3 separate regions of the Rattus norvegicus genome follow, and regions 1 and 2 are each linked to region 3. A link is a contact called in public Hi-C data. All regions are on one chromosome and are shown on one strand. Each heading gives the region's core, a stretch centred on a gene start, on an enhancer-like site or on the middle of the called end of the contact. The rest is flanking DNA. Distances are from core to core; before and after follow the strand shown.

Region 1 (4,449 bases), core at 1,305-3,804, 170 kb after region 3:
AACCTATGTATGTATTCACAGGCATGATAAGCCTACAAATTAAAGTTGAGATGTGAATCTAGGTCTCTCTGTAAGTAACCAAACAGTAAGCACTTAAGCCAGCATAAAACCTCAAATGGTAATCTCTGCTACACTAGTACCTTGAGTAAGTGTGTTAGTTAGGTTTTGACACAAACCGGAGTCAGCCGAGGAGAGGAAATTTCAATTCAGAAAGTAGACACATCAGATTGGTCTATGGGCAAGCCTGTAGTACATTTTCTTGTCCACTGTGAATGATGCTCCCCCTGGGCAGGTATGCAGTATATAAGAAAGAAAACAGGGCAAGCCCATAAGCAGGATTCTTTCCTGGTCTCTGGTTTGAGCTCCTACCCTGACTTCCCTTCCTGATCAACTACAACTGTAAATTGAAAAAAAACTCTTCCTCCCCAGATGGCTTTTAGTCAGGGTGTTTTGTCACACCAAAGAACCTTAAGACATGGGGTAAAGCAAATTATTTTCTACAGTGCTGCAACCCATAAAATACCAGCTAGTACTGCCTCCCCAGGTACCAGAATCCCCTAGCCTTTCAGGAAAATGCCAAGGTAAAAGTCCTGCTTTTGAAAGAAACAGGAGCTCACTCATATGTGAGTTCCTAGAAACATTGAAATATTGGAAGGCACCTATCAGTCAACTCTGAATTCTATCTTACAGGCAACATATTTGTAAAAGAAAGCCCAGGTCTCCAGGCTAAAGCATTTTTTATTTAAAAAAATTAAATTAATAATAATAACAACAACAACGACAACAAACTTGTGCCCAGTGGCCATAGCAGAAGCAAGGTCTCCAGGCTGGGGTTGAAAACACAACACAGCCCAAGCAATAAAGTCTCCCAAGGACCAGATGTAAAGCTGGGGTGTAGAGGGAGCGGGGGGAAAGAGTAGTCTCTCAACTTCCGAGGTTTTTGGCTGTTTGCTTTCCGTTTTTGTTTCTGTTAAATGATTTTTTTTTCCCCACAACAGGGTCTGACTATGTAGCTCTGGCTGGAACTCACAAGTGTAGACCAGGCTGGCTTCTAACTCAGACACACACCTGGCCTCTGCTTCCCACTTTTTTGTTTTAAGACAAAAACTCACTGTGTGACCCAGGCTGGCCTTGAACTTGAGATCTTCCTGCCTCGGCACACTGAGTGCTGGGATTGTAAGATCGTGTCGCCAGGCCGGTGTTCAATCCAGCAGTGCAGGGGAGATAGACTTTACTCATCATCTCCCTGAGCCTTCTAGTTGTTTTTCCTTTTCTAACCTTCTATTTCCGTCACCATGCACGAAACTTCAAGAGTGGCAGAAATGGAACTATAAAAACCATTCAGACAGATGATGAAACAGTCTAGCTGTCTAGTACAAAAACCTCTGCAAAAACAAATATACTGGCCCAGGAGGTCTCCTGAACCAACTGCAGCCCGGCTCCACCTTCAGACTACAGACAGGTTTTCTCTTTTTGGTTTTAATTGATTCAGTTGTCATAGTCTGAAGGGATCTGGATGACACCTTTGAACACGTACCTAAATTCTAGGGGAACAGGGGCAAACCAAGGCCATTTAATGAGACATGGGTTCAAATGTTCAACCTATCTATCTACCTTTGTGGGGCAGATAAATCAATAAGAGGTTTGAAGCCTGCAGTTTATTGTCTGGCCTTCCTTTTCCTTAAGTCAAGACGACTCGGTCCATGACATAAAAACTATCTGCTGAGAGTTCTGTAGCAGGCCTGTAATCCCAGCATTCGGGAGGTGGAGGTAGAAGGAAGAGGAGTTGAAGAGCATCCCTCTGTTACACACCTAGTTTGAGGCCAGCCTGGACAACATGAGATTCCAGTTCAAAGAAAAACACAACAAAACCCCATTTCAAAGCTTCTGTACTGCGCACATCGGTGACTAATAGAAACAAGCGCATCAGTTAAAAATAAAATTTTATAATTCATGGGGCGAGGGGGGATAAATAATAGCGACAAGAACTGCTGTCCAAGCTCTCCAGTATCTGTCCATCCACTCACTCAATCACTACATGTTAGTCCAAAAAACTGTTTTTCTCCTGAAAGGTTATGGCGAAAGCAAGAGACTCAAGAGAGGGAAGCGAGTGGGCGATGCCTACGATTCGTAGCAACAAGCTAACCAGGAAAACGTGTAGCTGTTTACTATTCGCGACCAGGAGCCGCAGGGCATCGTTCCACGCGTGGCGCAGCTCGCGGACAGATCTGTCTCCGCGCCGCCCGACCTCCATCCCTCCCACGCGCCCAGCGGCCACTCCGGGCTGCGACCCCGGACACCCCCCCCCCTCCTCGCGCCCCCTCCCAAGTCACCTCGGAGGCCCGGGTTGTCGTCTCTGGCCCGAATCCTGCGGATCTTGACCGGGCGCCCGCTCAAGGTGGACAGGACCAGCCTCTGGCGCAGGAAGTTACACCCCGCGTAGCTGAGGGAGTGTGCCTGGGTCGCCATGTGCGCACCGTCCGCAGAGGCAGAGGAGCGGGGAGCGCGACCCGGGCCACAGTGGCCCCCGACGCGTCCACGTGGTTTAGAACAGGAAGACAGAGCGACTAGACACCGGGTCAGAGGGGAGCGGGGCGGAGCCAGCGGCCGCTCGCCCGCCTCCTCGCCTAGCTGGGGCGGCCCGGGCGCCGGGGCACACTCTCATTGGCCCACGGGAGAGCTGGGCGTTGCCCTTTCTGCGTCGCCATTGGTCTGCGCTGTAGCTGGGCGGTGCTCCTGCCGCGTCGCCATTGGCCGGTAGTGAAAGAGGGCGGTGCCCGGGCCCCAGCAACAGCGCGCGGCTGGAGGGAACGCGTAGTGTTGCGGGAAAACCCTGGCGCCCAGGCGCCGCGGGGGTCTGTCTGTGCACGACTTTCACGGCCTATGCGCCAAAGGAGGCAATGGCTCCGCCTGGGTGCCCGCAGTTGGCTGGTACTTAGCTTCTCCCCTGCGGCAGCCCCGGCAGAGAAAGCTAGCCTCTCCCGCGTTTTCCTGCAACAGAAGAGAACAGGATTGGCGCGCTTACCCTGTTGTTAGCGCTGGGTCTGGGTCCTTGCCGAAATCGTCAGAGGTGCAGCCTACAGTCTTTCAAGCTGTCAGAGGCTGCCTGAATTAGGACCCGAGCCTTTAGACAAGAGGACACTGCTTATTTTGTAACGAGGGGCCTCGCTTTGTCCCCTTCTCATCTGCCCCTTCGTTTATATTCTTTGAGTTTGGTGTCAAAACAGATCTGTCACCTCGCACGACCTAAAATGGACAGTTGCAATAACTTCAAGACATATATGTTGGTGCATACGCGGGGAATGGGTGGGTGGGAGTCTTGCTTTTCCATCTTTCCTGTCATCCAATCTTGCACTCCAAAACCTTCCTAAATATTGTATTGTTTCACTTCTCCATTAAAACAACAACAGCAACAACAATCAAATGCCTACCAACTTAGGAACTCAGTATCTTAGCGTTAGGTTTGCAGCCGTTCACGGGCTGTAACACCAGACCTTAAGTCCCAGAAAGCACAGTGGAGGACAGAGTGGAAGCTGGAGAAAGAATGGCCATCCTAAGCGGGCGAGAGTGACAAGGAAACCCCGGAGGAGCATCTAAAGGGTGGCAGTCAGTGAGGAGGCACCTCGTCTATGGATCAGCCCTAGCCATTCTGTCAGACTGTTAAGTGTGGTCTGACAGGCAGCGTTGGAAAAGCTCTAAGACCCTTAGACTCTCCTCTGAACGCTGTTGTGAAGAATACTAAAGAACCAGGAGTACTTTCACATCAGGAGTGGATTTTTCATTTTCGTGTTTAATGCTATCTCGTTTAATTACTCAATAACCTTTAGAAAAAATTATTCAATAAAGAATGCTCACGCTCGTTCAGAGCTCACTATTTTCAATGCAAACCTGCTGAGTTTTATTCCATCAGCGTCTCACGTCTGCTTCTAGATTTTTCAAGCCCACCTGGAATTTGCAGGCCAATAGTACTGGGGTATTAATTCTCCTAGTCTTCAAGCAATGACCAACTGAAGCTGACATGGAAATACCCAGGCTCTCTTTCCTCATCCAGGAGGTAACTCTGGGGTGTCCTTTAAGCTCCAGTTTCTGACAGTGGTATCCTCTTGGTTAAGCACCATTTCCTGGCTTCTTTCCCTGTATCTCTTTCCAGCTTCTCTCTGATATGTGCTGGAAATAGCTCTCCTATAAATTACGTCCACTCTCATTTTTGCTTCAGCATCTTCTGGGCAATTGAGAATAAGTCCTGACGTATAAAAATTGAGAACCGAGATTTAGAAGGGGGTGGGGGAGCTTGTAAGCAATACAATAAATGGCAGAATCACAATGAGAACCCCATTTATCTGTCTAGTCTTTTAGACTTCTGAACCTTCGCAGGAGGGGTGTTGGGGGTTGGAGGGGGGGGGGCTCCGTGTTCAGCATAGCAGCAAAATCCACACACAGGGAAAAGAG
Region 2 (4,325 bases), core at 1,705-4,204, 220 kb after region 3:
CTCCACCCATTATGGAAGAGAGCTTCCTCCTAGCTGCCTGAGGATGCCAGTTTTCTCCATAATGTCGATGGAAACCCTAAGACAGACACACATGTATACATATACTCCCAGGTATATACACACAGACACACACACACACACACACACACACACACACACACATACACACACACACACACACACACACACACCAATTAAGAGAATTCTTTTGTGGAATGCTTGCCACCATGTGAACAATATTGGATTCAATCCCCAGCACAGCCAACAAACAAACAACAAAAGTGAACAAATATATGGTCTTTGACTGGAATTCATCTTATAATGGAGAACGAGATAAGACTATTTTTTAGTCAAGCACCCAGGAGGCAGAAGCACGTAGATCTCTGAGTGCAAGGGCATCCTGGTCTACAGAGCGAGTTCCAGGACAGTCAGGACTATGCAGAGAAACCTTTCTCAAAAAACAAAAAACAAAACAAAACAAAAACCTCCCCTTCCTCCAAAATCCCAAAAGACCATTTCTTTCTGTTAGCTGCCTCTTACCCCTGGGTTTATTAAGGTCTCTCCCCTCCCTGTCATTATGAGATATCACTGCCATTGTCACATATCAAATTTCTAGATTAAATTAAGTTTAACTTTTGAATTTCCTATGCATTTATTCACGTGCATTGAATGTTTGTCCCAGGAAAAAAAAAAAAAAAAAAAAAACCATGACAACCTTTTTTCTCTTTTTTTGAAACAAGGTCTCTCTACAGAGTCCTAGCTTTCCTGGAACTCCCTATATAGACCAGGCTGGCCTTGAACTCAGAGATATGCTTGCCTCTGCCTCTTAAGTATTGGGAGTAAAGGTGTGTGCCACCATCTAATTTTATTTTGAGTCAGGCTTGCCGGTAGCACAGGCTCACTGAAGGCTGTCCTACATCAGCCTCTCTGTGCTAGGACTACCAGCTTTGCAAAAGGAGACGCCAAAGCTGCTGGGCTGTGGACGCTCCGCTCTCCCGGATGTACTTGCTGCCTTCAAGAGGGCTTGCGAGCGAGCCTGAGCGAGCCTGTGGTCTCCACCGCCCTGTCAAACTTCATGGCTATCACCTTGTCCATCCACTGACTGCCTTGTGTACTTTGATCTTGGATTCCCCCGCCTCCAGAGCTGTGGGCCACCAAATTATTTGAAGCACAACAGCCCAGTTTCAGATCCTTAGATGGGCTAAGGAGAACAGAGGTAGCATGGAGCAGACACGTGCCACGTGGAACTGGATGGGGGAGGCTGGGCTGTTTTCGGTAAACACTAGGAAAAGCCTGTCCTGCTGTAAAGGTCCTGATGAGACCTGGGTAGAAGAGGAGGGCGTCGGGGACCTCTACTCTTCTTGGAGATTCCTTAAGTGGTTGGAAATATGGACAGGAGACACTGCATGCGATACCACACGTTGAGGTATACTGAAAACAGAAGGATGTGCCTCCTCTTTATGGAGTGGCAAAGAACTTGGCTGAATCGCATCTCTGTCCCAGGCCTGCCAAAAAGAGCCTTCTGGGCGTGGTGTACCGGGAGCTGTGTAACTTCCTTTAACTTTGCAGAGTGAAACGGAAGAAAATAAAAGCGATTTAAATATGGAATTTGTTTGTTTGTTTATTGGTTTTCAAGACAGGGTTTCTCTGCATAGCCCTGGCTGTCCTGGAACTTTCTTTCTTGGCCAGGCTGACCTCAGACTCAGAGATCCTCCTGCTTCTGCCCCTTGAGTGCTGGGATTAAAGGCGTTGGCCACCATCGCTGGGGGATTTATCTTTTTTTTTTTTTTTTCTTTTCTTTTTTTCGGAGCTGGGGACCGAAACCAGGGCTTTGCGGTTGCTAGGCAAGCGCTCTACCACTGAGCTAAATCCCCAACCCTGGGATTTATCTTTTAATGAGAAGCAGGCTAGCTGTGGTCTGACTGTGGGATCTGTTCTAGCTGGACTGCCTTGTCTGGCCTCAGGGGTGGAGGATGTACCTAGCCCCACAGTGACCTGATGTGCTGGGGGGAGGGGGAGAGCTCCACCCTTTCAGAGGAGGAGTGAGAGGAGGAAGGAGTGTGTGTGTGTGTGTGTGTGTGTGTGTGTGTGTGTGTGTGTGTGTGTGTGTGTATGTGTGTTTGGAGGTGATGGGGAGAAGGGTCAGTGAGCGGGATGTAAAGTGTATAAATAAAAATAATAAATAAAGCCAGAAAAATGAAATAAAATAAAATAGGCAGGCCATAGAAGCGCAGCAAACTACCGGCCTAGTCAAGGGAAGAATGGAAAAGTAAGCTTAAAAGCATAGTGGGGTTGGGGTGACGAAGAGCTCTACCAAGGTTAGAAGGAAGCCAATTGCTAAGCTGCCTTGCATTGGGAGAATGACCCCACCACCACCACCTGTCCTCCATCCCCCCCCCCCCACAGTAGCACAGAGGTGACCAGTGTCCTACCCATCACAGGTTAACTGTACCAAGCTCCTGTGAGCAGAATGGTTGGTTCCCTGCCTGTACTAGCTGATTTTGTGTGTCAACTTGACACAAGCTCGAGTTATCACAGAAAAAGGAGCCTCAGTTGTGGAAATGCCTTCATGAGACCCAGCTGTAAGGCATTTTCTTAACTAGTGGTCAAGGTAGGAGGACCCAGTCCATGGTGGGTGGTGCTGTCCCTGGGCTGGTGGGCTTGGGTTCTATAAGAAAGCAAGCTGAGCAAGCCAGGGGAAGCAAGCCAGTAAGAAACATCCCTCCATGGCCTCTGCATCAGCTCCTGTTTCCTGGCCTGCTTCAGTTCCAGTCCTGACTTCCTTTGATGACGAACAGCAATGTGGAAGTGTAAGCTGAATAAACCCTTTCCTCCCCAACTTGCTTCTTGGTCCTGATGTTTATGCAGGAATAGAAACCCTGACTAAGACAACGCCCAATGCGTTCTGCTCTGAGTCTCCTGGACCAGCTGGGGCTCATCATGTAGCCCTAGCCACAACTGAGGACGTGCTCATGGCAAACCTCTGAATCACAGGCTGCGAAAGCTGTCAAGGCATAGCTTCCTCATCTACATTCCAAAGGTCAGAGGACAAATAGTGACACCCCTTCTCTCCTTCCACCGTGTGGGTCTCAGGGATTGAACTCAGCTTGTGAAACTTGGCAGTCAGAACCTGTACCTGCTGAGTCACCTTGCTGCCCTCCTCCCCCAAAGTGTTTCAATAGGAGTCAGCATGAAATAGAGTTGGATTTATTAGGCAATGGTAGTATGCACTTTAAATTTAAGCATGAGCATTCAGAGAGAAGCGTCCTAAGTGTGTGTATGCATTTGTATGTATCTGAGCCTAGGTATCTGATCTTGTGGCTTTGGAAGTGGCATTGCTCAAAGGATGTAATTTACAACCAGTTTAGAACCGGGTTCAAAGATTAACTGGTATTAAAACCTAGAAAAGTTTTAAAATTAAGGTAGAAAATGAACTGGCTTCTGTTTTTCTCTTGTCTTAAAGAATTTCCTCATTTATATGCAATCCTAAGGAGGTTTATGGGAGGGACTTTCAGGTTAAAGGATCAGAGTGAAGCGCTGATAAGGTTAAGCTCAAAGGTCACAGAATATGTTCTGCCTTAAACAGCGATGATGCATTTGTTTTCCTGAACTTTCTTGTTGAGATATCTCCGAGAAGCAGCGTGGCGTCTCTGTAGGCAATCTTCCTGACCTCATCAGTTGTGTTGTGGTTCTTGACTCTTAGCCAGTGAGATATGTAGACCAGATTTTGGAGTCAGGAGCTTTGGGCCCTTCTCATGTCCCCAGAATTCTTTCTGAATTTCTAGCTTGCTTCAGCATCTCAGACTAGAGCTTCTACTAGGAGAACTCCTAGCGGAATTGTGGAATTAGACTCCCTCTGAGGCCCCAGAACTATGGAACCACAGATGGGCAATGACTTTCTAGAGGAGCCACAGTCCTGACTCCAGCCCACAGAGGTGTGTGAACTGCAACCAAAAGAGCCACCCAGAGCCTCGATGTGCTGCTGGTCCATGGTGTGACAGTGAGACCTAGAGCCAAAGATTGCTTTTAGGCCTTGACAGCTCATGGGGCTTGCTCTGTGGAGTTTTGGGTTTACTCAAAGTTTTCTGTTTTTCTCTTTTTAAATGAGAATGCTCATCTCTGTCTCAACACTAAGCTTTGAAAGCATGTCACTTGTCTGATGTCATAGGTTCAAAGCTGGAGGGGAAGTCGAAGTTGAAATGGATTAGGGCTTTTGAAGCCACTTAGGTGGGATGGATGTGCTTTGTATCTGAGGCAAATGGGAGTTCTCAGATGGGTGCAGAAATCGCAGAAGGCTTCCCATAGTTTGAAGGGTTTTGCCTACA
Region 3 (4,264 bases), core at 403-2,902:
TTGTAAGTAATACAGCCATGAAACGGAAAGAACACCATTATCCTAACCTAGGTCCACACACTCAGATCTAACTCCAAAGTCAATGGTCTTTTCCTATTTTGCCAGAAAAGGAGTCCATCTTTCAAGAATAACCTATCTGGTTATTGGCAGAGAAAAAACATGTTTGCTTTTCTCATTCAAGACACCTTCAAATTACAAAGGAAAAGACACTAAAAGAAACGAAGCCGGGTGGGTGGTGGCGAAGGCTTTTAATCCCAGCATTTGGAAGGCAGAGGCAGGAGATTCTCTGAGTTGGAGGCTAGCCTGGTCTACAGGGCAAGTTTCACGATCCTCCACAAAGGCAAAACCAACCCTGAGTGCTCGCCTACACGTTGTAGCCTACACGTTGGGCAGCTTCCAGTCCAGGTAAATGTTATCGCCTGTAGACTACTGAGTACTATTAGGAGAAGTCCTGGACACATCCAGTCTGCAGATGCACCACACTCAAGCGAACTCACATACAACCAAAGGATCTTAATATCTGGAATAGTAAACAGGTAGAGGACATAGAGAAAGAGGACCAAAAATTGATGATTCATTTTCAAATCTGCTGGGAATTATATCAGACTATTTGCAGTAAGCCAACAATTCACTCATACAAACCTATTATGAAACCAAAAGCAACCTCCCACTCTCTTATTCCCACTTCTGTTTCCCTTCTTCGCATTTCTCCTCCTCTCTGTGACAACACTCAGTGGCTCCTGCCCTTTCATTCCTCTGACAGACTAGTAACCACCGGAAAGCAAACTACGTACATTCAACCGACAAGGCAGGTGAATACAGGAAGCATTCAATGTGGCAGCAGAAACTCAGCAAAAACAACCAGTGTGTTCCCTCAACCCGTATTTCTAATTACTTGAAAATTAAGACTCGGGCTACCTAAAGAGAAAGGGGAGAAGGGGACGACTTCTTTTTTTCCTCTCTGCAAGACCACACTGTAAAGCCAACAAAGACTGCTTCTTAAAGGATCCAAGAGACACAATAAATACCACCCAATTATTCTCCCACAGCAACAGGAAAAGTTCAACACTGCCATTTTCGCAGTAAGCAACAATTAGCCCTGTCGTTCTACACAAGCATCCAGCCTCCCTAGCAGGCACTGGCTCGCAGATCTCAGACGCCCTTGTCTTTAACTGCAGCACCCAGGCAGCCCCGAGATCTAACACCCACCTTCCCGGGAGGGGAAAGAAGGGCCTCTTCTTCTGTGGAGGAAAAACAGTTCACATCTTGTTCCCGTCGCCTGCTTCAGGAACCTAAAAACAGAAACAGCAGTCACTAACTCAGAAACCCGGGGCAAATAGATGCTTTTTCCCCCCAGCGCTGTTTAGACGTCTAGAAAAATTTACAGAAGAATAAGAAAGAGGGTGGGTCGGGTTCTAAGGCACACCGGGATGCGTGCATTTATCAACAGCCAGCCACTCCTTCCTAGGCTGTCGGAAACCCGCAGGTTTTCTAGCTTTGAAGTTCCCTGCCAGCAGAGGGGGGCTAAGTGGCGAGCAGGAGGCGGGACCGCAGGGAGAACCGCTGCCCCCCACCCCCATCCAGCAGCAAGGGACTGCACCCACCGGCGACACGGGTCGGGCCACACAGGAGCGCCCGGAGGCGCGCAGGATCCGCTCCTCCGCGACGTGTCGGGAGGGCCGAGGTCTAGGGAGCCCCCGGGCCGGGCGTAGGGTCGAGCGGCCGCCAGGCTGGGCCCTAGGGGGCCCTCCCGCGCGGGCTTGGCCCGCACTCACATCCCGCAGCGGCGGACCCGGGAGCCGCCTGCAACCCTCGTCCGGACCGGCGCCTCCGGACCCGGGGCCGCGGCCGAGGCGCCGACGCCGCGCGAGCTCGCCCAGAGCCGGGGCCCGCCCAGCCTGTCAGCTCGGCGGGAGGCCGGCGGTAGCCGCTGCTGCCCCCTTTCTGCTCTGCCTCAGCTTCCTGCAGCCCACGCCACGCCCACCGCGCGCCGAGCCCGTCCCCGCCCTCCAGGGGCCGCACGCCGCCTCGGCTCGGCCAGCGACTCCGGCTCAGTCGCCCCTGCGCGGCGGGCTCTGTCGCGGCGCAGCCTCAGGCCGAGAGCCGAGGAGCCGGGCGTAGGCAAGCCAGCGGAGGTGGGGCGGAGGCGGAGGCGGAGGCCGGCACGTCCCACTGCGCCTGCGCCGCCCGCGGGGCTGGGCCCAGGCTGGGGAGGCGGTCGCGGGCTCCGGGGAAGCGGAGGCGCGCGTGGAGATTCCCGGGGCAGCCCCAGGGCGAGAGCGCGCGAGGAGGAGGAGCGAGGCGGGTGCGGGTTAGCGCAGTCTCTGGGCGTGCTTGCGGCCTCCGCTCGCCGAGGAGCCGGCTGGGAATGAGTCAGCCCGGCCGGGAAGGCCCCGGTGCGTCCGAGCTGATAGGATAGGCAGCCGCTGCCTCCGCGGAGACTTTCCCCTTCCTGCTTTCGCTTCCACATGTGGCTCCCTGCCCTAAGCGCTCAGCCCAGGGGACGTGGCACCGTGGACCGGGCACTGAGACCCAAATCTTCTGTTAGCCACCACTTCTGCAAAGGGGCGGGTTGGAAGAAGAAACGACACGCAGGGTCCCAAAGAGCCACGTTCATTCATTGAAGAACAAAGTCTCCCAAGGATAGCAGATGAAGACAACCTCCATTCTATATACTCTATTCTCATAGAAACCACAAAATACGCTTTAAATCTGCACTGTGCTGTGTGTGTGCTTGCCAGTAACATGGACACACACACACACACACACACACACACACACACACACACACACACACACACGGATCTGAGTGGAGATGTTATTTTGGGATGACCAGAAAAGAACCCCTAGAGTGACATTTGAGCAGAAACTTGAAGGATGAGAACGATCCAGTCCTGGAACTATCTGGTTTCAAGAAAGCTAAAAATGAGAAGGATTTCTGAAAAGGGGATGTGTTTGGCACTTTTAAGGACCACGAAAGAACCCTCTATGGAAGACAGTAAAAGGAAAGGGGCTAAATAATAAGAGTTCAAAGAAATAACTGGGGCCATTCTGTATAGGGCTTTTTTTTTTACTCTTAGCCCCAGGTTTGTGAACCGAAATGAAACATGCATAACACCCACAACCCCCTTGCATACATGATGCATTCAGATCTTACATCTAGTGATTTTCTTTTCCTTCATTTTTGAGTCAAGAATTCACAATGTAGCGCTTACTAGCCTCGAAATCACAGAAATCCTCCTACCTCTGCCAGGAGAATGCCGAGATCAAAGGTGTGTGCCGCCGCACAATGCATGGTTTCTTTAAGTAATTGTCATCAAAGCGAACGATAACGCAGGCAAGGAAAACTAGATGATTGACAATAGGCTTGCAGTATTTAAGTCCTTTGTCAACCCACACAGAAAAACCGAGTCGCTCGTTCATCATCATTTACAGTGAAAACCGTTTTCAGTGAAGTAAGAGTGAGCTGGTGCTAGTCTTGAACGTTGAGCTCTTTTTACTCTGTCCTGGGATGGTTTCCAGCTCTCGGTGTAATTCCTAGTAGAGGCACAAGCTGGAGATTTGCTGCACCCGTTAATCTTTTCACAAAGTTCCTGCATTCTCTGATAACGATAAGGGAGAGTTCCAAGGAATCTGACAAAACCTTTCATGACCTTCAAAAGCTGTGCACAAACAAATATAAAGTGGGTGATTAGACGTTTAGGTTTAGAACTTTTTAGCATGGCCAGATTAAAAAATAAAAGCTAATAGTTAGTTGTCTGCTGGGGCACTGGGTAGAGAGACGAGGGCAAGATTCTGTCCTTTCACCATAGTAGCAGAGCTGGATTCCACACCCAAATACTAACAAGACTGAATCAGTGCATGAGATCAGCCCTTGTGTTCTATATCTTTTTATAGCTCTTAGGTGGTTGTGCTATAAAGCCATAAGTGATACCACACTCAGAAGTCTAGGGCAAGAAGGTTCTGAGTTCAAGGCCAGCTCGAGCTACATAGCAAGACTTGGTTTCAAATAAACAAAGCAAGCCTAGGTTGGAAAATTCATGGTCAAGAGTTCCTAGCACTCACAACCTCTCAAGGCCCTCTTCTGACCTCAGATATTGAGCACACATGTAGTGCACATATATGCAGGCAAAATACTATACACAGAAAGTAAACAACCCTAAGAAAGAAGTTATACAATAGAGGCTAGGTACCCCAGGTTTCAATCAAGGCTTTTACCAAGACAGTCATTTCAATTTTCTAAGCTTCCTGTTTATCCATATAA

The links. Hi-C and Micro-C count contacts between places; a contact is called where the count stands out from the background.
Region 1: a Hi-C map of frontal cortex shows a contact between it and region 3, with 2.2 times the contacts expected there. The contact joins the promoter of Rcl1 here to the promoter of Jak2 in region 3.
Region 2: a contact with region 3 is called in a Hi-C map of the A7r5 cell line, with 3 times the contacts expected there. The contact joins the enhancer-like site here to the promoter of Jak2 in region 3. A contact is called at or near these places in 10 of 12 Hi-C or Micro-C datasets (the A7r5 cell line, the Rat2 cell line, Schwann cells and 5 more) and 1 of 1 datasets of contacts at active chromatin or transcription factors (oligodendrocytes).

Annotation. Positions count from the first base shown.
Region 1 is chr1:236,236,220-236,240,668 of GRCr8, reverse strand. It overlaps Rcl1 (RNA terminal phosphate cyclase-like 1), which reads right to left and starts at 2,554. Exons shown (of 9, transcript NM_001399456.1): 1 at 2,334-2,554. The coding sequence starts at 2,469.
Region 2 is chr1:236,185,065-236,189,389 of GRCr8, reverse strand. No RefSeq gene overlaps it. Among named protein-coding and RNA genes, the nearest start is that of Ak3, 9.0 kb to the right of the region's middle. Within about 2 kb of position 2,954, at least 6 of the 93 cell types and tissues checked have an H3K27ac peak or open chromatin away from gene starts, as enhancers often do. A contact at or near this core is called in the A7r5 cell line, where this site is marked.
Region 3 is chr1:236,406,293-236,410,556 of GRCr8, reverse strand. Jak2 (Janus kinase 2) reads right to left here and starts at 1,652. Exons shown (of 25, transcript NM_031514.1): 1 at 1,605-1,652; 2 at 1,210-1,292.